2 separate regions of the Callithrix jacchus genome follow, and region 1 is linked to region 2. The links are chromatin contacts, called in public Hi-C maps. All regions are on one chromosome and are shown on one strand. The core of a region is the stretch at or near the end of the contact, and the rest is flanking DNA. Distances in the headings are between cores, read along the strand shown.

What was found. Hi-C and Micro-C count contacts between places; a contact is called where the count stands out from the background.
Region 1: a Hi-C map of induced pluripotent stem cells shows a contact between it and region 2, with 3 times the contacts expected there. The contact joins two enhancer-like sites. A contact is called at or near these places in 3 of 3 Hi-C or Micro-C datasets (induced pluripotent stem cells and skeletal muscle).

Annotation. Positions count from the first base shown.
Region 1 is chr8:10,213,672-10,216,444 of calJac240_pri, reverse strand. No RefSeq gene overlaps it. Among named protein-coding and RNA genes, the nearest start is that of CA12, 15 kb to the right of the region's middle. Within about 2 kb of position 1,379, at least 2 of the 16 cell types and tissues checked have an H3K27ac peak or open chromatin away from gene starts, as enhancers often do.
Region 2 is chr8:10,104,116-10,107,080 of calJac240_pri, reverse strand. APH1B (aph-1B gamma-secretase subunit) reads right to left here. Exons shown (of 6, transcript XM_002763658.6): 3 at 2,048-2,118; 4 at 1,154-1,276. Among named protein-coding and RNA genes, the nearest start is that of APH1B, 11 kb to the right of the region's middle. Within about 2 kb of position 1,485, at least 5 of the 16 cell types and tissues checked have an H3K27ac peak or open chromatin away from gene starts, as enhancers often do.

The sequences.
Region 1 (2,773 bases), core at 130-2,629, 110 kb before region 2:
TGTACGCACCTGACGTATGAAAAACAAGTCAATGGGAAAAGGATGGGTTGCTTGGTAGACAGTGCAGGGAAGATTGGCTCACTACATGGAAAAGAAATTAAGCTCCATTCCTAACACCATAAGCAAAGGTGAACTTCAGATGGATTAAAGATATAAATGTGAAACATCACCCTACAAAACATAGATATGCACGTGTATGTATAAATATAAATCAGAATATATTTATGACCTTAAAAGTAGGGAAATATTTATTTTTTATTTATTTTTGTTTTTTTTTAAACCTTGGAATATAATGCAAAAAGTAGGGAAATAAAAAAAAAATCCAAAAAGTGTAACCATATTCCCTGTCCCTCAAATGACTATGTCAAAATTAACAATACTGACGATGGTGGATATAGTTATCTAAATGAACAGACAGGTGTGGACTGAGAAAAATTATCTGAGACTCCCACAACCAGCAAGGGATCATTACATAGAATATATAAGAAAGTCTTGGCCAGGCGCGGTGGCTCACGCCTGTAATCCCAGCACTTCGGGAGGCCGAGGCGGGTGGATCACGAGGTCAAGAGATAGAGACCATCCTGGTCAACGTGGTGAAACCCCGTCTCTACTAAAAATACAAAAAATTAGCTGGGCGTGGTGGCGCGTGCCTGTAATCCCAGCTACTCAGGAGGCTGAGGCAGGAGAATTGCCTGAACCCAGGAGGCGGAGGTTGCGGTGAGCTGAGATCGCGCCATTGCGCTCCAGCCTGGCTAACAAGAGTGAAACTCTGTCTCAAAAAAAAAAGAAAGTCTTACAAATCAATCAGAAAAAGAGAATACAACAGGAAGATGGGCAAGGATATGAATATGTGACTCACCCCAAAATACCTACCTGTTTTGCTCAATCTCACTAGTTTTTAGATAAATGAAAATGAAAACAATAGCAAGATTAAGTCTTTCTACCCTTGAGGTTGGAAAATTAGAAGACTGGATAATACCAAATGCTGGCAAGGTTGCAAGGAAACAAAAAAACGTGCTATTCTAGGGCACGCCAAAGATAAAGGCAGGCACCCGCTAAAGTGCCAGGACTGGTTTTATTCTGGGACTATTGCAATAAGGAAAAAGAGTACGGCGGGAACAGAACTCAATACCTCATGCAAAATGCTGGAGACTATCTAAGGGTTAAGGGCAAGGCACTGTGGGTGATTAAGGGAGGGTTAGTCCATGGGACTAGGCCAGCTGGACTTGTTCAGTGGCACTTATCCGGAGGAGAAACACACTTCCCCTAAAGTAAGGCGTTGACAGCCCTTAGGCCCTTATCCCCCTGGGAGAAGAGTTACAGCTCCCTGAATATCTGCATTTCAAAGAGAGGGCTCTCAGATCCTTGAGCAGACCATTTTGGTGGGAGATTTACATCCGAAGGGCAAAGGAAAGATTTATGATCTCACGCTTTCTAAAATGACTGCTCTAAGAGAGGGCTCAGGGGCCCATCTGCCCATCACCAGGCTTCGGCTAGAATAAATAGTAAATGCTCCTGGCAGCACTGAGCTTCCAAGCAAGCATTTTAAGGGAGGCTGGGATCATCCTGGGGACATGGCCTTAAGCTGTTAGAGTTTGGGCAAGTCTCTTAGTGCAGGGGTTTGGACAGACAGAGTCATTACGGGCAGAGAGTTTTGCAGTTCACCGGCACAACCTAGAAGGACTTTGTGAAAATCAATATGCATCAGCAATTCCGCTCCTAGGCGTATGCTTATAAGAAACTCTCACACAGGTTCCAAAGGATCACAGGCAAAAGTACTCACCCCCCTGTAGTACTGGGGCATTTGCTAGGGGAATGGATAAATACATGCAGTAGATAGGTTTAAAAATCAAATTACACAAATAACTTATTTTGTAAGTTCACATGCATACCCAAGAATATATTCTCACAATATCAGAGTGACAGCCTGTGGGAGGAAGGGGAATGAGTGTCAGAAATAAAGGAGGGAAAATCAACTAAACAAAACAAGAGCAACACCTTACACAGATAGATAATGAGTGAGCTGTACCCTCCTCTCACTGCATTTGCAGTTGGAAACAGAGGGAGAGAAGAAAGGGGAGAGCGAGGAGGGAAGAATAGAAAGTGTGTCGCTCTGGGAGTGGGGACAATGACTGAAAGGCTAGGGTGGGAGGGGCCAGGGGCCAGGGAAGAAGGGATGGGGCAGTGCAGGGAGGAGATGACAGTGGTTGGAAGTAGACCAGGGGCAGCAAAATGCAAAGAATCAATGCTGGGTAAGGACCTACCATGTGCTAGGCACTGTTAGGTTCTTGCATTCTGTTTGGGGATGGATCCCAGAAACTCCCTTAAGGTGGAAACACTGACATGCTGAATGTGGGATGGAGTTCAGGTTGATCCCAAAGGTCCTAACCAGGGCCACTAGGAGGAGGATGGTGCCTTTAACTAAACTGAGGAATAAGTAAGAAGGGAAATACACAAATTCACATCCATGGCTTGGGATCTCCCAATCCATCACTTTGAAAATCAAGATTCCGAGAAGGCATTCCTACTCTGGAGGAAGAGGAATGACATTCATTGTGCTGCCGGAATAATTGTCACTTTCATACCAACACCAAGCCTGAGTGCTTATTACAAGTGAGATGCTGTGCTTAAGGTGTGTACACTCATTAGCTCATTCACAACGCTGTAAAATAGGTGCTGCTGTAATCTCTCTTTTTACTGATTAGAAAACTGAAGTTTAGAGAAGTTAACGACTTGCCCCAGGTCACAGCGCTTCTGATTCCTTAGCCCTCAC
Region 2 (2,965 bases), core at 236-2,735:
AATTGGTCACACCATTTTATTTCTTTTCTATTATTACCTTAAACTGTTACCGGAATGCTTATTCACTTTTTTTTCATCTTATTCTCCTATTAGAGGGTAAGCTCCCTGAGGAGCTCTAGCATAGATGTTATCAAAATAACATATAAATCATATAATTAAAATAACATGCATGTGAACTCAGTTATTTTAATGGCATAACTGTTGTGGAAATGACTAAAAATACAGTGGGTGTTTTCCCCTATTTTCAGGAGCCTTCTTGTGGAGTGTGGAGGAAATCTATGTTAATTACACGCTCTACCAACTCCCAGGTTTGCGATCGGAGCATCATCATGACAGTTTTTAGCTCATGGATGAAAAAGTAATTTGAAATAAGTTGGTCCTTTTTGTTGCATCGTTTGGATGAAATGATCAACTCATCTATGATGCCATTTTTTCCTCTCAATTTCAAGATTAAATTATACTGCCTATTCCCACAAAAAGCACCACAATGACAATTATAGATTAGGGCTTCTACTGAAGATAACATAAAATCATGAGAACCAAAAAGATCAACATGGCCTTAAAAAATCACTTCTAACACTTCAACTATACAGCAACCTTGTTAGTACAACAAAATAAAAATAAATTTTATGCAAGCTAAATTCCACTCTGAAAGTCTAAAACACTCTAACCAAAATTTTTATTTTCCTAAGTCTTTTACTTCAGAGTATTTTGCCTTTAAAAGAAATAACATAAAGTTCCTATTCACTGGAATTTCTAAGGCGGTGAACTCCAGTAAGAATCATCATTCAGACAGCCTGGCGCGGTGGCTCATGTCTGTAATCTCAGCACTTTGGGAGGCTGAGGCGGGTGGATTACAAGGTCAAGAGATCAAGACCATCCTGGCCAACATGGTGAAACACCATCTCTACTAAAAAATATAAAAATTAGCTGGGTGTGGTGGCGCACACCTGTAGTCTCAGCTACTCGGGATGCTGAGGCAGGAGAATTGCTTGAACCCAGGTGGCAGAGGTTGCAGTGAGCCAAGATCACGCCACTGCACTACAGCCTGAGAGACAGTGCAAGACTTTGTCTCAAAAAAAAAAAAAAAAAAAAAAAATTGAATGACCATTTACACTAGAAGGCTGAATGTTGACAGCTATAAGACACATACCTGAATTAAGGAAGAACTGAGGAGAATCTCCATGAATGCCCACTGTGCCTGGCCCCAGTGAGTCAGATAGGGTATTCACAAAGGAAAACACTCCACTCATGATTCCAAAGCCCAAGCCAGAAACTAAAGAGGAAGAAAAACACTGTTAACTCTTTTCCTGCCAAGATTTATTTTCAAGTCAAATTTCCAAGGACTAGTTAATGCAAGTGTGTTGCAGGGAAAAGGGCGCTTATGTTCTCCCTGAAGCAGCAGACAGCTGGCTGGAGAGTCATGTGCTTGGCTAAATGAGGAATGGAGAGAGAACAGGGAAAAGCAAAGGAAATGAATGGTAGAATGCAGCAGAGTAATGAAAAAGGGGAGAAAAAGGTCTAGAAAGGCACACAATAGGTGAGACAGAGGACACAATGCCAAGACTCTGGCTTTACTTTATGATAACAGAGTCCACAGAGTTGAGTTTGACAGCTTAGAACTAAAATTGAGTGTAACGAGGAACTATGTGTTCCTGAGCCAAACTGGGGAACCTAGATCCAATCTTCAACATAATTCTCAGAGTATAATATGCAGAGATATTAACCGCTTTAACACCAAGCGTCCTCCTAGAACAGCCAAAGTCATGGCAAGATTCAGAGAAAGTAAGTTTCATCACGCAGAAAATGTTAGTTAACTAGGGAAACCTGGTTAATATATAATGAACATACAGGTAAGGGTCACTTGCAATCACTTTTCCTTTACAAAAGGAACCTGGAAAGCTGGGATAATAAGCAAATATGTACACCAATAGGCCCAGGCAGCAATAATAAATAACTTGAAATCTACAAAGATATAAAAGATACAAGTGACTTTTATGCCGAGTCTGATTTTTTTTCTTAATGAAACCATGTGGTTATAACTTACCATAGGCCAGCAGTCGCATGGAGGGTGCTGTCTCACCTGGGCTTATACTCTTCAAACCCTCACTGGCTTTTCTAAAATAAAACCACACACGTAATTAAGAAAAAAAGAAAGAGCACTGTATCAGGAAAGTCCAACAAGACACTTCAAACCCAGATACTCAATGAGGCTTTGCATCAGGTTATACTCTAAATCTATGATTCAGTTAAACGAAACCCAGCAAACTTTCAATGAACTAAAATCAGCCAAAATTTCCAACTCCTTTTTACCTTTTCTTTGACATTCACATAAAACGGTAAGAAAAATATAAGCAAACAAGCCGTAAGGAATTGAATTTTGAAAGATAAAAACCACAATTCTTCCAATTGCTTTCTGAACTTGGCAAATATTCAATTCAATATCCTACGGAATCTACCACTCCGGGTTTTTTCTCCCTTCCCAAAGTACTGTATCGTTACTCCTGCTTTGCTGGCACTGTGTTCTGTCTTCTACCAGGACTGTACTTACTCTGCCACCCTCCCTCGTATCTTCCATTCCGCAGAACCTAAACTGCACGCATCCTTCAGAGTCTACTTCAGGCAGCAATTTGCTAAAGCAGCTGTGTCTACCAATGGCTGGTAATCACTAATCTCTCCTTACTCTTAAATATATAATACATATATATTTAATTTATATATAGTTTATAGATTATTAGCCTGAGCATGGTGGCTCACGCCTGTAATCTCAGCACTTTGAGAGGCCAAGGCAGGAGGATCACTTGCATCCAAGAGTTTGAGACCAGCTTGGGCAACACAGCAAGACCCTCTCTACAAAATGTAAAATAAAGAAATGATCTTTAGAGTGATTTCATGCATGCTTCTGCTGTGGCCAATTCACAAGTTTACCATGAGTCCCATGCAGATGTGTTAGGAATGCTAGATG